Regions from separate parts of the Mus musculus genome. Here region 2 is linked to region 1. The links are chromatin contacts, called in public Micro-C maps. All regions are on one chromosome and are shown on one strand. The core of a region is the stretch at or near the end of the contact, and the rest is flanking DNA. Distances in the headings are between cores, read along the strand shown. Region 1 has its middle 25 kb from the start of Gm34700. Region 2 has its middle 30 kb from the start of Mtif3.

Region 1 (4,037 bases), core at 864-3,363:
CGCTGAGCCATCTCCCCAGCCCTGGGGGTGTCTGGTTTTTAAAGGTTTCGAACTCTGGTGCCCATTTCATTTACAGTCTTCTGGTCCCGATGACTCCTCTGCATGGGAGGCCATTAGGGAACCTGACATGATCCAGGAAGAAGCACAGAGCAATGAACCTAAGCAGAAGCAAGGGAAGTCAGCCAGAGAAATCATCCAAGGGAAGGGCTTTACGAGAAGAGGAGCCAGGCAGTGGTGGCGCACGCCTTTAATCCCAGCACTTGGGAGGCAGAGGCTGGCAGATTTCTGAGTTTGAGGCCAGCCTGGTCTACAGAATGAGTTCCAGGACAGCCGGGGCTATACAGAGAAACCCTATCTCGATAAGAGAGAGAGAGAGAGAGAGAGAGAGAGAGAGAGAGAGAGAGAGAGAGAGAGAGAGAGAGAGAGACCACTTCAACACTCAGGAGGCAGAGGTAAGCAGATCTCTGAGTTTGAAGCCAGCCTGATTTCCATAGCAATTTCCAAACCAGCCAAGGCTACATAGTAAGACTCTGGAGAAGAAAAATAGAAAGCGGGTAGAGGGAGATTGAATGTTTGTGTGATTGCCCAGCGTGCTAGGGAAGGAAAGAGGCTGTGTAGAGGGACACAGTCACAGAACACTGGCTGTGTAGCTAGTTGCCCTGAGTTCATGACCTCCACAGAATCCAAGCTAGACATATCCAGGTCACCTTGGCCCAGCCGACAGTAACTACTGTGACCTAAAAGATCTCATCTTTTAGAACATTTACACAGGGCTGCAGAGATGGCTCCGTGGTTAAGAGCACTGGTTTCTCCTGCAGAGGACCCAAGTTCAATTCCTGGCACCCACATGACAGCTCACAACCATCTGTAACTCCAGTTCTAGGGGATTCAATGGTCGTTCTGGCCTCTGCAGGCACAAGACATACATATGGTTCCCATACATATGTTCGGGCAAAACAGTCATACATTTAAATTAATTCAAACACCCTCCTCCTGGTGCCCATAATGCATGGTTTACTGACAGCAAACACGAGCCATCACCAAAGACCAGCATGGTGTGGGCCAGAAAGCCCCTCTCTACAGCCCTGCCCGAATTGTCAAGCCCCCCCTTACCCAGATGGCACCAAAACTGAGTTCCGGACGGCGCCAGCCCCGAGTTGAACAACTACCAAGCACTTGAACCAGGACCTTATATGGCGAAAAGCCAGCTCATTCCTGACACATCCAGGGTTCCCCACCTGACTTCTCTGTCCTCGGCGTTGCCCAAGAGCTGCTCCTATATACCTGAGCTTGTTTGCTGGCAATTAGGTCTGATCTGGTCACTTCCCAATGCATCCCCGCCCACACACACTCCCCCAACCTTTTTGGGAGGGGAGAAGGCGACGTGGGGGGATGATGAGAGAGGAAAGGAAGGAAAATTCTGGTTAATAGAAACCTCTTAAAAGTAAGGACAGGGTGAGATGCACACCACGTTTGGATTCTTGGTCCCTGTGGTTGCAGGTGGGGTTGCCATTACCCTCCCACCAGCGCCCTGAGTCTCCCGCCACAACTCCCGTCTGAGCAGGAGTCTCCGAGAGTCAAAGGGAACAGGAACTGTGTGTGTCCTGGACTCTGACAAACTGAGGACATGGTCTGACTGTGGCCTCAAGCAGGAGAGGGCACCCACCCCCACCCTCCACCCCAACCCCCACCCCCACCCCCATCCCCGTTTGAATACAACCCTGACCTTTTCTTCACCTGCCCTTGCAGGATTGGATAGTTAACAAAGCTGCAGTGTTCCATCCCGCCACAGGATGGCAGTATTGTCGCGGGTAACACACGGCCTTAGTCCCACGAAACAGCTTCCGCATTACTGAACCTCAGGAAACACACAGGCTGATAACTTATTATAAAATAACCATGAAGCTGCAAGTTAAAATAAAAATAACTATGATCACATAAAATAAACAACCTTTATTTATTAAACCTCCTTACTAAATATTTGGTGTGCAGGAAAAAAAAAATTCTTTCCAGGGTGAAATTGAAGATTGCATTCTGATGTCTCTAAGCTGTGTTTCAAGGGCCTTTCCCTTGAAGTGGAAGTGCTGCCAGGAGCCATGGCGAGAGGCGGACAGAATAGCATAGCGCTGGGGACAGAGGCCTGAGCTCCACCTACAATTGGACCGTGGCTCCAGAGGCTCTCTCTTGTGTCTGATTTCTGAATCCAAGAATGGCGGTGGGTCCCACTTCACGAGCTGTGAGGAGCCACAGAGCAAACGCCCATCAGGTAGTCAGTGGTGCATAATATGTGCTCAAAAGCAATTAACTTCAGCCATTCTCAACTTGCTGGGACCTCTTGGGGGAATCTTTAAAGTCATCTAGTTCCTTTGCAGTTGGAGGAAGCTCTTACCCATAATTCTCTTTCTACAGTTTCAACCTGCCTGTGGTTGGGTTGAAAACTAAATGGAAAAAAAAAAATCCAGAAATGAGCATTTCACAAGTTCTAAACAGTGCCTCATTCCAAGAAGTGGCACAGTGGCCTTTGTCATTCCGCTCCTCCCAGCCCGGGGTTGGTCATGCTTTTGTGTAGTGTATCCACACGGTACATGCTACCTGTTTTCTAGTTACCTAGGAGCTAACTCAGTTATCCGATTGACTGTCCTTGTACAGAGCATCTCTATCTTGGATAGTGTCCAAGAACCCTGCCGTTTCAGAAATCCTTGGGAGAGTGGGGCTGGGGGGGGGGGGAGCTGGAGAGGGTGGTCCTGGAAGGTATTCCTTGCAAGTAGGTCTCTGGTTCACCTGTGTTCATCATCAAGTCATTCAGAGTAGCCATGTGTCCCCCAGCATGAGGAGACCGCGGCCTCGGCACCCAATGGAATAGTACTCAGACTGAAAAGGAATAAAACCTGGCACATGTGACGGAGTGGCTAAAGCCAGGGGACACTTGGCTACTCTGAATGACTTGATGAAATAAGCCAGACCCGAGAAGAGAATTCCTGTATGATGTTACATACATGAGGTCAGACTTAGAAAGGAAGACTGGGGTGTTGGCTGCCAGGAGCTGGCCGCGGTGGGTGGAGGAAGTTAATGTTTAATGAAATCTGCTCCAGTTTCGGTTCTGCATGATGAAAAGCCGTGGAGGCAGATGGTGGGGGTTGCGCAAGGACTAGAAGGGACTCAATGCCGCCGAACCGCATGCATGATGACGGCCAACGTGGTCCTGTTTTATGGTATCTCAGTTAAAGCAGTATTTTATTATGTTAGAAAGAAGTGGTTTCCTTTCATGGGTCCACATGGTTGAGATCCTGTGGCTCTGGGTAAGACATAGAGTAAAATTTAAATTTAAATAGTGGCTCTTAAAAGGGACCCTCTCATCCCACAGAGTCTGACTCAAACTCAGCAGTGACCTCCTGAGGGTGATTGCAGCAGCTTGACATTCCCAGAGTCCTCTCTAATAGCAGTGACCTTCTACAACCCTGTCACCTACTGCCCTCAGGGGCTGAATGGGTTCAGGCCCCCACTCCACCCCACCCACCCCACCCCACCCCCATTCCTAAGCCCCAGAACCATCCACTGATTTCACCCTTCCCCCAGATTCTTTGTCCTCCTTGGGCCCCCAAAGAAGCTAAGAGGGCTTTGGGGGACTGCATTATACCCTAGAGGGATTTTAACCTTCCTTGGAAAGAATTCAGAGCTGGCAACAGACTCCTGACCCAGAACGCCCCCTTTGCCAGGAGTCGAGTTGACAGCCCAGCTGGCATGCAAATACGGACAGAACGGATGGGGACGCAAGTCCTTCAGTAGCAGAGTGAGAAGTCCATGCGAGACCAGCATTGCATGTCTCATACATGTGATTGCACAGCGGACCGGCATCTACATTCTGTTGTTGTTGGTGGTGGTGGTGGTGTTTTTAAGGATTTATTTAATTTTTTTTATGTATCAGTACACTGTTGCTCTCTACAGAGATGTCACAAGAGGGCATCGGATCCCATTACAGATGGTTGTGAGCCACCATGTGGTTGCTGGGAATTGAACTCAGGACCTCTAGGAGAGCA
Region 2 (4,037 bases), core at 885-3,384, 320 kb after region 1:
AAGCTATGACCCATTCTGAAATCAGAAAGGGGTCCTAAAATCTCCCCATCGCTCACCTTTAGGAGGAGTTTGGTGGAGGTCACCATCAACCTGACATCCCCGCTTTAAAGCCTGCTATTCGGAGGCAGGAGAAGGCCGGACTTTTGTTTTTCACTCTCTCAAGCTTTCATTTTCTCTGGAAACATAAGGAGTGAGAGAGGACATCGCTCCTGCGCATGTCTGTGGGAGGGTTTAAGTTCACGGTTTAGATTTTAAAATTGCAATTTGAGCCCATTAGAGAAAGATTGGGCGCCCGGCACACTCGGGGAAACAGTGCATTAGCCTATTTCCTTCCCGTAAAGATCTGTAAAAGCTCGTGTGATTTTTGCAGAATGAGGTTGTCACAGTCAGTAATCGGCTAGTGAGGCACTAGAAGCTACCGAAATCAACAAGAGAGGGTCAGAGAGGCTCTGCGAGTGGAAATATTTTGTCCTGACGGTCTTAATGATCAGATGGAGAAAATGTTCAACCCCATTTCATGGATGGGAAAACTGAGGCTTGAGATTTGAAAAAAAAAAAAAAACTGGGCCGAGGTGAGGGGCAGGGAGTGACGGGGTCAGGATTCTGCCATCTTCAACTTGCTGGTAGAAGAGCCTCAGTGGGGAAATATCCCCTGGGCAGCACAGCAATGAGACTCTCAGGCAGGCACCCTGAATTCTAACACATCTCTGTATCTATTAACAGTAGTACCCATGGGCATGGCTATGAATTTAAGCTTCAGCGCCTGCTGTCCTAACTAAAGCCGGCAAAGTCTCAGCATAGCACAAGGCTGGGCAACCGTAAGGCTTGCAGGATAGCCAGGAGGGAAGGCCCAGGCAGGCCTCAGACTCTGCAGGATGCAATGACAGCCGAGTCACTGCCTCGTGTTCCTACACAGTGTGGTGAGCTGAATCTTCCAGACTGTTCCCTGGACTTTCTGCTTTTGGGTCACTTGGCTTCCTCATGGGGAAACTGATACAATAAACTGAGGCCACTTCTTGGGGGAGCTGAAACAATCCATGTCATCATTTGGAGAGCTTTGAACATTCAGAGTAATGATGACTGTGAATGCCATTCTTCAGGTGGTGTGTATAATCACTGTCCTGTCTAGTTGGCTCAGAAACCACTAGCAATACGTAAATTTACTAACTGGATGACCCCTGTCAAATAGGCACATGGCCAGGAAACTTAGAAACAGGAGCGAACCTGGGTTTCAAGTCCCCATGTCCCCAAGCCTCCTACTATATAAAGAAAAAGCATTATGTCTTCTGTGGGGACTTCAGCTCTAAGCAGGAAGGTCTGCACAAGCACACACAACCCCCCCACGCACCCCCCACGCACCCCCACACCCCCACGCACCCCCACGCACCCCCACACCCCACACACCCCCACGCACCTCCCACGCACCCCCACGCACCCCCACACCCACACCCAGACACCCCTTTACCTCTGAGGAGCAGTCTAGCCCCTCACTATCTGGTCCTTGGATCTTGTTTCCTCAGTGATCTGCAGATGTGTCCTTAGAGCTCATCTCTAAGGTCCCCTCTGCTGATGGATTTTTAAGCCCTGGGAGATGGTGTGATACAGTGGCTGCCACTCCAGGGTCTCACCTGACATGGCTTTCAGGAGTCTCTTATGTATGCTGTGCTCAGTTTCGCTTGTTCGGTTGGTTTTCCTCTGATTGGTAGCTCTGTCATGCTAACTCCTCGCTACTCTGAGATCTTTGGGGTTCTTATTTGTATGCTTCCTATTTCCTGAGAGTCACAGACTGAGAGCAAAGGTAGGTGAGGTGGGCCGTTTCTCACATACCCCAGCCTGGAAGGCAGTGTGGTCCTGGCAGCTGCACAGCACTGGGAAAGGCCTCCTGAGTCCCATCCCTTAGATTACAACGGCAGCCGCGGCTCCAGGGTGTGGCGTGACACACATCGGCCACTCGTGCCTCAGTACTGTGATTCTGTGGCCATCTTTGCTCAACCAACCTCTCACTGGCTAGCCAGAGACAAGTCTTTCCCACTGACCTCTGATTTAGGGAAAGACGATCTGTGCTGTTGACAGTCCCCGAATAACCTCACAACAATTCGGCCCCAAGGTAATGACTAGAGACCACAGCCCTGCCGCAGACCTGGGCTTTCCCCTGGCCAAACCCTAAGTGACTCAGCCTTGTCCCAACTGGCAGGCCTGCCAGGTCCCAGGAATTCTTGGCACTTCTGGATGGCCCCGTTCCAGCCCACGCTGCTGGTTCTGGGTCATCCTGATGTGACAGCTCCCTGGATGGAGGGGAGAGAGCAGGAGAGCTCACTGCGGAGTTTGTGAGCATCCCAGATTCGGGGGAATTCTGTGCAGGGCCCTTCACCTGCCTGGCTGATTACCCTGTTTGTATCTTCCTAAATGAAGACGATCCCCACCATTGTGCCTGGGCTCTGTTTACTCCCAGCCCCCTTTAGGAAGAAGAAAGGCTGGAAACTACATCCTAATGGCCCAATTAGTCCTAATGCTGCCTGGTGTTGACTGTTTAGTTACTGACATATTGTGTACAGAACTAATTGTGGGGAAAGCAAATGAATGGCCAGGAAACAAACAGACTACTAGAATATAATTACGTGGAGTGTCTGTCTTTAGTACCTGTGCGGTGGGTTTCATTATCGTCAACAGTCCCTAAGTTGCTCCAGAGAGTGGCATTTGTCATTTTCATAGAAACTTGATAATGACATTAATTTATCTTAATGGCCTGTTCTATTGTTATAAATAGTAAAATTAGCTTAAATTGTCTTGCTTTTGCTGGTTTTGGATGGCTGTAGAGGGCCCCGCAGCAGCCGACGAGTAGATAATTTGGTGTGCTTGACAGATTTCCAATAATCCGCTATGTGGGAACACAAGCAATGCCAGGGCCATTAATGTTCATTTTCCTCTAAATTCATTACTGCCCTTTTCGCTTTTATCTTTTTTAATGTCCGGGCCATTTTTCTATATTTCAAGTGGCGCCACAGAGCTATTCATGCTCAGCCGGCTATTAACATTCTGCACATAGCGAGCGTCCTGGAGAAAAACAAGTCTTTATGGGGCGAGGAGCCTGCCTCTTCCATCCACTGGAAAAGCAGGCAAAAATGGGGGCTTCACAGGATTGGGGCCCCGGGCGTAATTAAGTCAAATGTAATTTTAAAGAAATTTAAATGTTTTCATTTGCGGCCAAGGTAAAACACTCACAGGAGAGCCCAAGACAGTGCAGGCGTGTTGCTGACAGTCACTTTTTCCATCGGAGCGGACGCTTGTCTCCACGTCCACGGCGTTTGGTCGGGTTGTTTAATGTTTTCTACAAACCCAGGTCTACTTCATCTCTAAAGGTATTATGTTTAATTCTATTTCTGTAAGTGAACATAGCTTCTCCAGCCAGCAGGCTTATTTCTCATTTAAAACAACAACAACCCTTAGAGTTTAGAATTTTTGCTTTTGGTTCCAAATCTTTACTTTGCCACAGGTCCTGTTAATCCACAAAACCGGTGGCTTCAGCCTCCCAACATTGTTTAAATACATCTGTCCCAGATAATAAAGGTACCAAATAATAACGGGGGTGACAAGAGATTTGTGACAAGAGATAATGTACATCCTTTGGCGTACAGCCATGAAAAAGCACAGGAAGTGTCATGTGTGGACAGGGCCATTGCAACACAAAGCAAGTTTCTCTTGGCAGTTAGAGCAGGGTGCCATTGGAAGTGCAGGGCTCAAACATGCTGAATACTCCTATCTATCCCACGCCCACCCCTCCCACTCCCACTCTCCCAACAACCCCCCCCCCACTCCCACCCTCTACTACCGAGTTAAAATGCCCACAGGACGAAGGGGGATTGAGGCACAGCATATGTGGCTTTTGAGACATAAGGCTTGCATAGTACAAGCTAAAATCCTTTAAAAAATATGAACTCAGAAAGATAGAGCTAGGTCTGGTACATGCTTAGAATCTCATCACTGGAGAGGCTGAGGCAGGAGGATTATAAACTCAAGGCCACCCTTGGCTACATAGA

The links. Hi-C and Micro-C count contacts between places; a contact is called where the count stands out from the background.
Region 2: a contact with region 1 is called in a Micro-C map of the HL-1 cell line, with 3 times the contacts expected there. The contact joins two enhancer-like sites. A contact is called at or near these places in 2 of 15 datasets of contacts at CTCF or cohesin (the NIH/3T3 cell line and large pre-B cells), 9 of 484 Hi-C or Micro-C datasets (the G1E-ER4 cell line, the HL-1 cell line, embryonic stem cells and 2 more), 3 of 115 datasets of contacts at active chromatin or transcription factors (acute myeloid leukemia, large pre-B cells and pancreatic cancer cells) and 1 of 9 other capture datasets (embryonic stem cells).

The regions. Positions count from the first base shown.
Region 1 is chr5:146,673,593-146,677,629 of GRCm38.p6, forward strand. No RefSeq gene overlaps it. Among named protein-coding and RNA genes, the nearest start is that of Gm34700, 25 kb to the right of the region's middle. Within about 2 kb of position 2,114, at least 114 of the 459 cell types and tissues checked have an H3K27ac peak or open chromatin away from gene starts, as enhancers often do. A contact at or near this core is called in the HL-1 cell line and pancreatic cancer cells, where this site is marked.
Region 2 is chr5:146,991,512-146,995,548 of GRCm38.p6, forward strand. No RefSeq gene overlaps it. Among named protein-coding and RNA genes, the nearest start is that of Mtif3, 30 kb to the left of the region's middle. Within about 2 kb of position 2,135, at least 44 of the 459 cell types and tissues checked have an H3K27ac peak or open chromatin away from gene starts, as enhancers often do. A contact at or near this core is called in the HL-1 cell line and pancreatic cancer cells, where this site is marked.